Regions from separate parts of the Rattus norvegicus genome. Here region 2 is linked to region 1. A link is a contact called in public Hi-C data. All regions are on one chromosome and are shown on one strand. The core of a region is the stretch at or near the end of the contact, and the rest is flanking DNA. Distances in the headings are between cores, read along the strand shown. Region 1 overlaps Adk (adenosine kinase). Region 2 overlaps Adk (adenosine kinase).

The links. Hi-C and Micro-C count contacts between places; a contact is called where the count stands out from the background.
Region 2: a contact with region 1 is called in a Hi-C map of Schwann cells, with 2.2 times the contacts expected there. The contact joins two enhancer-like sites. A contact is called at or near these places in 2 of 12 Hi-C or Micro-C datasets (Schwann cells and frontal cortex).

What each region holds. Positions count from the first base shown.
Region 1 is chr15:2,984,935-2,991,042 of GRCr8, reverse strand. Adk (adenosine kinase) reads left to right here. Exons shown (of 11, transcript NM_012895.3): 8 at 2,858-2,893. Among named protein-coding and RNA genes, the nearest start is that of Trnad-auc2, 46 kb to the right of the region's middle. Within about 2 kb of position 3,117, at least 49 of the 93 cell types and tissues checked have an H3K27ac peak or open chromatin away from gene starts, as enhancers often do. A contact at or near this core is called in Schwann cells, where this site is marked.
Region 2 is chr15:3,097,003-3,103,110 of GRCr8, reverse strand. All of the region lies in intron 6 of Adk (adenosine kinase), which reads left to right. Among named protein-coding and RNA genes, the nearest start is that of Trnad-auc2, 160 kb to the right of the region's middle. Within about 2 kb of position 3,905, at least 13 of the 93 cell types and tissues checked have an H3K27ac peak or open chromatin away from gene starts, as enhancers often do. A contact at or near this core is called in Schwann cells, where this site is marked.

The sequences.
Region 1 (6,108 bases), core at 1,868-4,367:
ACAAACAGTATTCCAGGTTTGGAATTTAACTTGGTAATGTGGCACTTTTAGCACCCTGAGGCCCTGAGTTCAGTTCCCAGCACTGCTCTTTGCCTCAGTTTAGCTCCTACATATGGACTTTCAGTCTTTCTGTCATGGTGCAATTCTAATTCCACAGATTCCCTTTCTTTTAAGTATCCCGAAGCCCCCTCGCTCCTTTCCAGTGTCCTGGAACTCGCTGTAGCCCAGGCTGGGCATGAAAAGTACTTCTTAGGGGCTGGGGAGATGACTTACTTGTTAATAGTACTTGTTGCTCTTGGATCCAGGTTGGGTTCCCAGCACCCACACAGTAGCTCACAACCATTGGTATCTCCAGTTCCAGGGGATCTGATGCCCTCTCCTGACCTCTGCGTTCCAACTATGCACATGGTACACAAAGATACGTGTAAGGCAAACATTCACACAGAAAACAAATAAATCTAAACTAATAAGTAGTAGTTCTCAGCAGAGCCATTCAGTTGCATTATTTGTCTAAGAGTTCGTTTACTTAATTTGTGACAGCTTAGTAAAAAACACATTGATATCTTTCCAACCTTATTACTTGCCTTGATATCTCAGCCAGCAGATATTACTGACTTTGTCAAGTACAGACATTGTTTTGTAAGGAAATAGGAAAGAGAGTGGCCTTACTTGCTTGAGCCATCCATCAAGTGTTTGCGAATGTGCGTGTGTCATTGTCAACGGTGGCTCACCAGCCAGCCCGCCGTTTCTCTAATGAATGAGGTTCCACACTGAGCCTAAGACTTCCTGTTAACTCTGCCGTTCAACTATCACCACCCATTTTGACCTTTCCACACCCCAAAAGTATAGGTTCTCCAGATGTGTTGTTACTGTAGAGGACCATGAGTACATGCGTGTATCTTAGTATTTCCCTCAGCATGGAGGGACTATGCACACTTACTTCAGAGGCACTGACTGTACTTTCTGCCTTACATGGTTTGGTGCAGCAGTCGTTCTCGTTGACTTGGATCTGCTCACTACTTGGGCCCAAATCCCGTCCTTCTATTAATATCTCTTGGCAAAGATAATTTTGGAGGAATGTAAGTTGAGATGTAGAGACTCTTGACAGTTGTCTGGAGTTTTTTTTTTTTTTTTTTTTTTCACTTTCAAGAGGAAAGTAGAAATGAAAAGTAGCGTTGCCTCCATTTTCTATCAGTCCTAAAATTAAAACGAATGCACAAGCTAAACAGTAAAAGCGTAAAGATTTACTTCCATAGATTGCGGGTGTTTTTTTGGTTCAGGGGTGGTTTGTTTTGTTTTTGTCTTTCAGAAGCCTGTTAGAAAAGCATTAGAGTATGTCATAATATTCATTAAGTTGCGCTCATTTATATAAAGGCTAGAAGAACATTGGGTATTAAAATTCTTAAACATTCTTTTAAGTATTAACTTTTGTAACCTTTTCCTCTTAGACCAAAGCCAGGTGTGGTGCCCCAAACCTTTTTTTTTTTTTTTTTTCGGAGCTGGGGACCGAACCCAGGGCCTTGCGCTTCCTAGGCAAGCGCTCTACCACTGAGCTAAATTCCCAACCCCTCCCCAAACCTTTAATCTCAGCACTTGGGAGGCAGAAGCAGGTGGATCTATACAAGTTTGTGGCGAGTCTTGCCTGCGTAACATTTTCTGACCAGCCAGGGCTAAATAGCAAGACCCCCCCATGAGGGTGGGGGTGAGAGGTACACAGAGTGGATGTACTCACCCCGATTATCATATACCTAGGTTTCACAGTCGTCAGTATTTTGTCAAATTTGCTCCCTTTTGTTCCCCCAAAGTATTCCAAGTTACAAATTCTATGTGTGACATTTTATCCTTAAATAATTCTGGACACAACTCTGAAAGGTAAAGACATTTTCCTTATCATACTGATCATTCCTAATATCAAACTAATAATTCCTCCTATCTTCTGATCTTCTATTCACCTCTGTTCAAACGCCTTTCACAGCGGGTTGGTTTAAAATAAGATGCAGCTGTATGCTGGTTTTGTTCATGTCCCCTCCCTTTAATTAAGGAACAATACTTGCCCCGTAAATATGTGTCATCTTACGGATTTGTTCACTGTCTGATTCGTTTCTCTCTTCCCTCATACATCAAGTTGTTGGACTAAAGTTTTGGTGAATTGGTGTGAAGATGTTTTGGCCAGAATACCTGCCGGTTGGTACAGTGAACTCCATTTTCCATCATGACAGGCACAGAATGTTTGGTGGTCCCACCATGAGGGAGGCTAACAGACAGGATTGATCACTGTCACATGGTGACAGCTTGACCCCCCTCCATTATGAAGTTACACTCTGCTCCCCGTGACCAGCGTGCAATCCACGGGAAGAGCTGGTTCCCTGCCATCCTCTCACCCAGTGACTCTTAAGAACCACCGGTGACCCCTGTCTCTATAAATTTCACATGGGGTTGGGAAATAATTGTTTTCCGCATCTATACATGGATGAGGAGGCGCTCCTGTCTCAGAAGGGCTTTCTGAGAGGAACTTCGTTAATTACAAATGGAGCCACCGGCATGGTCCTCGGGTTTCAAGTGAGTGTCGTTGCTTCCTGACTGAAGTCAGCACACCTGAACGCATTGGCAGCCGCTGTGCAAACACACGCCGCTTCCCCCCTGTTCTGGCTGGCGAAGTGTGTTGACACCACGCGGCCCATTGTTTTTCATGCCAAGACAAAAAGGAAATGCTTCTAGGGTAAATATAAAAATTAATCTATGTGAGGATATTGAGATAATTGTGTAAAAAAGAAGGCCAAGTTTCAAAATGAATTATTTCTTCATTATCTGGCACTTTATAATTAACTGTCCTTTTTTTTTTTTTTTTTGTTTCCAGGAGGCTGCCACTTTTGCTAGAGAGCAAGGCTTTGAGGTGAGTTAACCCACAATTGCACACTAAACAGATCCTAAAGGTTTTTTCTAGCTGATAATGAAGTTCTTTTGGACAGTGATTGATGTGCTATTATACTCTCAAGCCTCGCTGCAGTTGCCATGGAAACTTGGCAGTCGTCATGGTTTCTTTGTTCTGCCAGCACAGTGTTATGACGCACTCTGCTAGGTCTGCACCCAACATTGCCTACAGATGTTACTTATTGAATTTTGAAAAGCCTCTTGGGAAGCCAAGAGGTTGGGCACAGTTTCAAGCTGCCTCTGCAGATATGGGGCCCTGTCAGTTTGCTCAGTTAAAAAGCTAGCTCATTAGCTGGCATCACATTTCATAAGACCTCGGTGCCGAAGCAGTGGTGGGGCAAGAGGAAGAGTGAGCCATAGTGTCACTTGAATAAGCTCAGCCCTATCCCACGTAGATTAGCATTATGCAAACTCATTTCCTAAGGTCGTACTTACCAGTTGTTAGGGGCTGATTAATTTCAGTCCTGCTTATGAACGTCTTATTTGAGTCTTGTCTCCTTTTCATCTTTTTAAAAATAACATGGGATAATTTTTTTGTAAGGAAAATACTGATAATTAGCCTTAGTTTTCTGGTCTCGGTTCTGTTTACCTAATAGAAGGATGATCTTGTCAAGATTCGAAACTCCATGTGGTTTGTTGTTGGCAAAATCGAGACACAGTGAGGACCACGTTTCTGTCTGCATAACACTGTCTTCAGTTGACTGTCAGGAAACACTAGCTTCAGTCTGAACCCAGGTCAACTGACAGACAATTAACCAAGTCTTTGACGGCTGCGATAGTGAGGCAGAACAATGTCAAATGCTCTGATTTATACATCAACTTGTAGTATTATATGACTAGAGTAACTTTTTTTTTTTTTTGGCTCTTTTTTTCGGAGCTGGGGACCGAACCCAGGGCCTTGCGCTTCCTAGGCAAGCGCTCTACCACTGAGCTAAGTCCCCAACCCCTAGAGTAACTTTTTTAAATTATATTATTTATTTGGTAGGAGAGCACTTGCCTGCCACAGCATATGTATGAAGTTCAGAGGAGAACTTCCTGGAATCAGTTCTGTCCTTCCACCTTGTGGGTGTGGGTACTGAACTCAGGTCCTCTAGTTTGGCAGCCAGCACCCTTACCAGCTGAGCCACCCCACTCATGTAACTTTAGAAGTGTAATTAAGATTTAAGAACTCTACCCTCATTTGAATACTCAGTATTGTCTAACATGTATAGAAACCGTGTGTTGATTGAACAATACTAAGTAAGCTTTAAACACTCTAAAGAAATGTGGATTTGTGGTACGACTATTAATAAACTGTATTAAAAGCAGATTCAGGGCTGGAGAGATGGCTCAGTGGTTAAGAGCGCTGACTGCTCTTCCAGAGGTCCTGAGTTCAAACCTCAGCAACCACATGGTGGCTCACAACCATCTGTAATGGGATCTGATGCCCTCTTCTGGTGTGTCTGAAGAGCTACAGTGTACTCATATTCATATATAATAAATATATTTTTAAAAAAGCAGATTCATCATTAAGAAACAAAATAATATACATGTATGGTGACCATATAAACCAGAGAGACAGCTCCTCCTCATCATAGAGGAAGACCATGAGCATGTCTCCAAGAATGCCCTCAATTGTCTGCTACGTGGGAATGACACAGCCATTAACTTCTTAGACGTTTGCTTCCATTGTGTTACCACATTTGAGTCATTGTAGAAGTGAGCAGTGTAGAAATGATTTCCAAAGTTGCTTGTCTCATTTAATTTCCCAAACTGACAAATGCTGGAGAAGACCAGACAGAGTCAGGAGAGTGTTCACAAATGAAATGTGGGGCCACCAGATGCCTGGGCAGACAAAAGTGCCATGACCTTTGACCTCCACACTAGAGCTTTGAGATATACATGAACACATACACTAAATTAATGTAATTTTTTTAATGTGAGGCTATGTTAGCATTCATGTATGCAGAGAGAGAGAGAGAGAGAGAGAGAGAGATCTAAAACAAGTGTTTTGATTGTGAGAATATATGTAAATGCTTTCAGTCATTTTTAAAGTTTTAGCCCCCAGGCATGACTGTGCACATTCCTGTAATTCATGTACTCTAGAGGCAGAGGCAGGCAGACATCTGTGAGTTCAAAGCCAGCCAGGGATACCTTGTAAGACCCTATCTCAAATCATAAAGTTTTAACGATGCTAAGGTCCCCTTAACTAAAAACCAATATGCTCAACTATTACAAATTCAAATGTTTCATAGATAAGAAGTTTTAGAATATAAATTTGTAACTGTCAGTTAGCTGTATTATCATTAAAGAAAGTATTTGGTTTCACGCCTGGTTTTGCAGGCAGGCATATGATGTGCATATAGTAAAAATCTCAGTTTCATAGTGCTCCCGTGATGTTTCGGGGTTAGTCAGCCTGTTCAGGACCTTATTTCTTCTTGAGCTCTTTGCTCTAAGTGTACCTGGTTTACGTTCAGTCTTAGCGACAAATTGCACTCTCTATTTCCTGCTAAGCAGCACTATATTAACCTTTCATTAGTTCCTATTTACTGATTTAAAAATTGTTTCCCGGGGCTGGGGATTTAGCTCAGTGGTAGAGCGCTTACCTAGGAAGCGCAAGGCCCTGGGTTCGGTCCCCAGCTCCGAAAAAAAGAACCCAAAAAAAAAAAAAAATGGTTTCCCTTTTTGTCATATCTGCCATAATGGATTAGAGCATGGAAGCAAAGTAATCACCGTAGTCACCCGCCCCGTTACCGTCTGACGCACGAACCCAGCTCCACCAGTGATGCCAACAGTGCTGTTAGATTCAGGAAGCACGTACACCCCTCTACGGGTCCCCAGAAGCATCAGCAGCAGTGCAGGATATCTACGAGCCATGAGCAGAGTTGCCTCAAGTCAGCGTTATTAATAAAAATATAAGCAATGTGTGGAATGCTGAGAAATCCAGTGGTTTTTATAATGTCATTAATGTTGTCTTACTTCATTAGAGAAAAATATGAAAGCATAGGTTAGAGTGTGGTGCTCTTGAGTAAAACAAGACTAAATCACTTTATCTTAGCAATTTTCTGTCTATGAAAATGGCCCAGTGTCCCCAAGTCTAGTGTAACAAACCAGACAAACATTTGTATTTCCTCTCTCCTACTTTAATATTGGAACACCTTGAAAAGAAAGAAAGAAAGAAAGAAAGAAAGAAAGGAA
Region 2 (6,108 bases), core at 2,656-5,155, 110 kb before region 1:
GGTAGTGCATATACAACAGCAGACACGCATCTCTGCCATCAGCGGTTTAGAATCCTGCGGGCCAAGTTGGTATCTCCTTAAGTAATAGCCCAAACAGTAAAGTGTAAAATGAGTGTAACGTTGTAGATAATGTGAAAGAGTTGATTATTTCTCTCCTCAGTCTCACACAGAGAGAGAGACAGAGACAAAGAGACAGAGACAGAGAGACAGACAAAGAGAGATAGACAGACAAAGAGAGACAGAGAGACAGACAGAGAGAGAGAGACAGAAACAGAGACAGAGACAGGGTTTGATACCAGGTCTCACTTGCAGCCCAGGCTCACCTCAGTCTTGCAGCCATTCTCCTGTCTCAGCATCTCCAATGCTGGGATTATTGGCATATACCACTAGATTGAGCTATCATTCTTTAATTGTCATTGTTTCTTGAGAAAATTTTCAGCAAGTTGAATTCTTTTTCGCCCTGAGAATGGCCTTGAACTTTGGATCCTCCCGCCTCTACCTCCCATCTGCTGGGACTGTAAGTTTATACCACCATGACCAGGCTGGGAACCAAGGCAAAGGCTTCATGAATGCAATGGAAATCTCTACCAACTGGGCTACAGCTCCGACCTCCCAGCCTTCTGAATCCCGTCTGTGTAGTTTTCCCAGAGAGATACCTGGTGATCGCTTTAATAGATGCAGCTTTTCAAGTTGGATAAAATGTTCATGCTACCACAAAGGAAAGGAAATCTTTGCTAATATCAATGCCAATATTCAATTAACAGAATAATCTTTTTACCTATTTAAAAGAAATAAGGTGGTCTTGGTTGTAAAAGCATAGATTTAGTAGGTTGGATGCTTTGGGTTTGTGGGCTTATTGCAATGTAATGAGAGTTTAGAATTTCATGTGAGATTGGAAATCGTGCTCATCCTGGTCTCATTTGTAAGAAAACAAGCATGTGTGCTCACGTAGCACCGAAAGTTAATTAGTAAATCATGCGCTCAGGTGTTTCTGCTTCTGCTTCCTTTCAGGGTTCCAGAGCAGCAAGCAATAATAGCGTGAGAAAATTAATTTCACTGACTATAATAAATATGAACGAGAGAGAAAATATATAAACATTATGGCGATAGTGTATATTTTATGGAGTATTTGTTTGTCTTTGAAGAGGTATATAAATTGAACAAAAAAAAAATAGCCCCCGAATATCGGCAGGCTGTATCCCACCATGTTTACTGATCATATTATAACATTTTTATAGTTCAGTATGATTTAATCAATAACTTGTGTTGTCTCTGCCCACCAGACAAATGGGATTGAATCAATTTTAACAGCTTTATTTCGGTATCTCTGTGTCATTGCGTCCACCATTTCATGCACACAGTTCAATGGATGCTCCCGTAGTTATAGAATTCTGCAGCCATCACCATAATCCAATTGGAGGACATTTATATCGTCACTGAAATACAGTCTAGCGTCCATTAGCAGCACCCCTGGATTTCGTCTTCTGCTCACTCGCTTCTCTCATTACAGCACCCGAGGGCCACACTGCAGAAACCCCCCGTTGCCTCTAGTCAGACTAGAATGCTCTTCTTTGTCTGTTGGCCAATATAATGGGAGTGACACGTGTGTTCCGGTCCTCTGTTCTTGCCCGTTTTTCTATTGCAGGTCTTCAAGATCCTTTGACTTTTATTCTAATTAATTTCTTCAGTACAAGCATGTTTTAGAGTAGGTTCTTAAAATGCCAGTATTTTATCTGATTTGTGTAAAAATGTGATAAATGGGGGTCTGTGGGGGATTTTTGGTTTTTTGTTTGTTTTTGTTTTATTTGGGGGAAGGGAAGTAGAATGAAGCAAAGTGAGCAGCCCTCTTCCTTCCAGTCCTTACCCTGGAAGACATGTCTTTACATGTATTTCTGTACCCATCAGTCATGCTCAGAACAGCGTGGGTTTCGCATCTGTATAGATGGATCTTCTGAGTCCAGGCTCGTGAGTTCCCTGTGGTGTTTCAGTGTTTGGCCTCCTTGCTTACAGATCCCTAAAGCTCTAGACTTGCAAAACTTACTTATGATCTCCCTTTCATAATACTGCTCCTCTGCTCGTCACTAAAGATAGCAGACAGTTCTAAATCATTGAAGGTTTCTGAAAGACAGACGGCTTCTCTTCCACCTTCTGCTCCTCTTGTCTTGTCCAGTGCTTCTCCGACGGTGTGGCCCACCCTCGTTGGTTTTCTCTGTAACTCCACTTCTCCTACACCACCTGCTTCCCACATTACACTCCACCCGGCCTGCGCAGAAGCCTGTGAGTGACTTCTTGCTTTAAAGCATTAACTTCTGCTTTAATTACTTCTGGGACAATTCCAGCCCATTTTTAAATGTATGTCAGAATTAGCAATTAAATGTCAAGGAGTTACCCACCCAGCAGTGTTTTTAGTTCTCTTTTTCAGAGTGATGTACACATAACAGAGTTAAGAAACCCTACAGCCCTTGTTGAAGCGCTCAGATATGTTTCTCACATTTTGTATGGCCTCTAGGTTTACTGTATCTTTAATATGAAATTGGTGATAAACTCAATATAGGCTTTAAAATGTTTTACCTGTAAACAGCAACTAGCACCACTATATCCCTCAGATATTTTAATATGGTTGTGTGGTAATTATATTTTCTGAATTTGGAGTTCTATTTCTCAAACTGACGTTTGTGTGTGTGTGTGTTTACTTTCCTAAGTCAACCAAGACTTAGTTTTTATAAAAATACACACGATTGGGTCAGGCTCCATTGAAGCAGTGTTGGTTATTATGAACAGTAAGCAGAGTCTTTAAAATCAAAGGTCTGATTATTTACTCCTTTAAAAGCATGGATATGTTTTTATTCTCTGGATACAATCAGTGGCTTTTTAATGATTAGTGCTCTGCTCTAGAGCTTCTGCAGTTTGATTTTATTTCATCTGTCAAGGGTAGTGATTGTGATGTTTTAAAGCACCCTCTAGCCTTCCCACTCCCTCGGATGAGCTGAACTGCGACACTTTGTAGTAAGTTTGCTACACAGTGCACACCCTGGTGAGAATCAGTGTCCACTGGCTTATTAGCTTCCCAGATGCTTTCAGAATACTTAGTGCTCTCTTGGGTATATTAAATTATCATATCCTGACAGCAGTCCTGAAACATGCCAGTCTTATAAAGCCGTATTTCTGAGAGTTAAAGCCAGGCTTCAGTGAACCATAGCTGACATGCCATGTTAATTTCCATAACTATCATTACTGGGGGTGGCAGTGTTTCTAAGACATGAAAAATCTTAATAAATCTACCCAGTTTAAAAAAAAATCACATTATGTTACCTTATCACAGGGTTTCTAATCACAAGGCCTGATTTTCTTCCGTCCCGACTGAATCATTTCCCAAATAATGATTAGCATCTTTACCCTGACCATGGGTTATTAAATATTTACTTAAGTGTACAATATACCAAAACACAATATTTTGAATGTTCTGTTTTCTCAGTATGCACTGTTCATGCTGTGAATGAAAACCTCTTACCATCTCATATAGCATATTTACATATACAAATGATTTTGCCTGAAGTAGGAAAGACACAGCTGACAGATACATAGGTTAATTTGCTTTCTTAAATTGCAGCAGACTGTCCTGTGATTCTTTTGTGTGTCTGGGGCTATGTTGTAGAGAAAGAAATCACCAAGCCACATTTTAAGGACATTGGCCTTTTGTATCTGATCCTTAATACATTTATATACGTCCAAATAGAATATTTCTTTATAAATCCTTACCTTCAGATTATTAATAATGGAAGGAATGCGTTTTTGAATCCTGTAGCCCCCCTCCCCCTGCACAGCTTTTAGATGGTAGATAAACTTCCCAGCTCAGTAATTACCGGAGCTCAGTCATCGCACCCTGTATCATGTGATTTTTTTTTTCCAGAGGAATACATTATTAGAGCACTTACACAGCCAGTCTAGCTGCAGCAGCCCAGGCAGCAACAGCAGTGCCATTTTTCACAAAGAAAATGTTGAACAGGAGCCAAATGTTTGGTGGCAGTCTGTTGCTAGGAAATCAAGGTCCTGAGGCGATTAATGACAAAGCAAGCAATAAGAAGAAGGCAGAATTACAGATTTAAAGAGAAAAAAGTGGTTGGTGTTATAATTACCCAAAGAAACCCGCTCTCATTAAATTGGCTGTTTTTATGATTGACTTTAATTGGAGGTTAGCTCAGATATTTAGCTCCTTTCCCACCCCTTTAAACACACACAGGCACATAATCTGTAGAACTGCAGACTTGTTTTTCTAAGCATTGAGAGGAGCTTGCCCTGTAATTTGATCCCCACTGACAGATGCATTTTCTATGCTGCCATTTTGAATTAACCTATTGTAGGACAATTTTCTTCAGCCCTGTTGAATAAAACATCCAGTCTGATTACCTCCGATGGATTTGATAGAGTAAAAGAATGTGCTTCGCGTTGAAGTAGATTGTTTGCGTGGACTCTACTGATTTTGAACTCTGCCAATAAGCACAATCATTTGTAATAAATTTTCAAAGAAATTTCTGGCGAAAAGGTAATTTATAATGTTTAATGTTTTGGACCCTGCTGCAAAATGATATTCTTGTAAGGCAGTGTTTTATTTCTAGTATGCTTCATGTGAGTTCAGGAAAAAAAAACTTTAATATTTTAGGAATATAATGTTATATTTGTATACTCTAAAATGACCATTCTTCCTCCCTCACAAACAATATTTTCATATTTAGGTTCAACATAATTCAAAGCACTTTATTTCAAGAAATAATTTTATATGTATTATGCTTAACCACAGTGATTTTTTTTTTTTTTTTTGGTTCTTTTTTTTTTTTTTCGGAGCTGGGGACCGAACCCAGGGCCTTGCGCTTCCTAGGTAAGCGCTCTACCACTGAGCTAAATCCCCAGCCCCAACCACAGTGATTTTTAAATTGGCATATTCCACTCTTCGTAATAGACTTGCAAGCCTTTATTTGAATTGTCTAGCATTTGATAACGCACGTTACTGAGAAAGCACCTAGTCAGTTCTCCGGGTGTAGCAACAGAGGAAGACCCTGAGCTGATTTACTTATGAGAAGACTGCAGAAGAAAGTTCCCCTGCTCTCCAGGCTTCCAATCCAACCCGGGAACAGAAGAGCCGAGCACATTCTGTCTGACAATGCACAGGCTGCTAATCAGACACCAGTGCCAAGTGTCTGCTTTGTTAAATACTCAGCTTCCTAGAGGCAGGGAGACAGCTGCTATGAGGATGATGAAATTTGGTGGTTCAATCTATTTTTGCTACCCTTGGGCTACCAAGATATTGTTAATTTAGACCACCCCAATTGGTACACTTTAGGGAGTTTTTTAAAGAGTTTGTAATTAAAATGATAAAACATCATTATTACATTGAAGACCGTCTGTAAGTTTTACATTTGGCAGATACCTACTGAGATAGCCCCAGCATGTAATTTACAATGATGTAATGGGTGTAATTGCATTGTGGGAAAAAAAAGAGAGAGAGAGAGAAAGAGAGAGAACTATAGGAGGCGAGTGCTTCTATTAGAAGAGTTTCGAGATTTGCTTCTGTTTCATTTAAATCTACTCTATCCCAAAAATTGCCTACCAATATTTGAATGTAGTGGCTGTAAACCTTAAGATACTGTGCGGGGAGGGGGGGATGTTTTTGTTTTTTAAATAGATACCAGCCTAGATACTGCCACCAGGGGGAGAAGCTGAAAACTTGAGAGTCCTCAGCTGATTATGATACTGGCAGTGAGAAGATGCACATAATCAATCACGTCACCCAAACGGTTCTGCCTTTGGAACGTGATTCCGAGATTTTGTGTGGAGCTCATGAAGTTAGCACACTACTAGATGTAAATAAGACACCGTGTGCTCTGGTGATTTATGGAAAGGGTTTGGGAGTTAGTGCAAGCAGGCTTGTCTGTCAGTCCTGTGTGACAGTGAGCTGCTTCTCTTGGGACAGAATCTGTTAGGAACGAATGACCACAGAGTGGCTAGAACTGAGTCGAGTGGTGTCTAAAGTGGTCATCTACGTTTTTGTCATCATAGTATGGTCTCATTTTTAATATTCCCCCTAGAAAGCAGAAATAATCTAATCCCGGG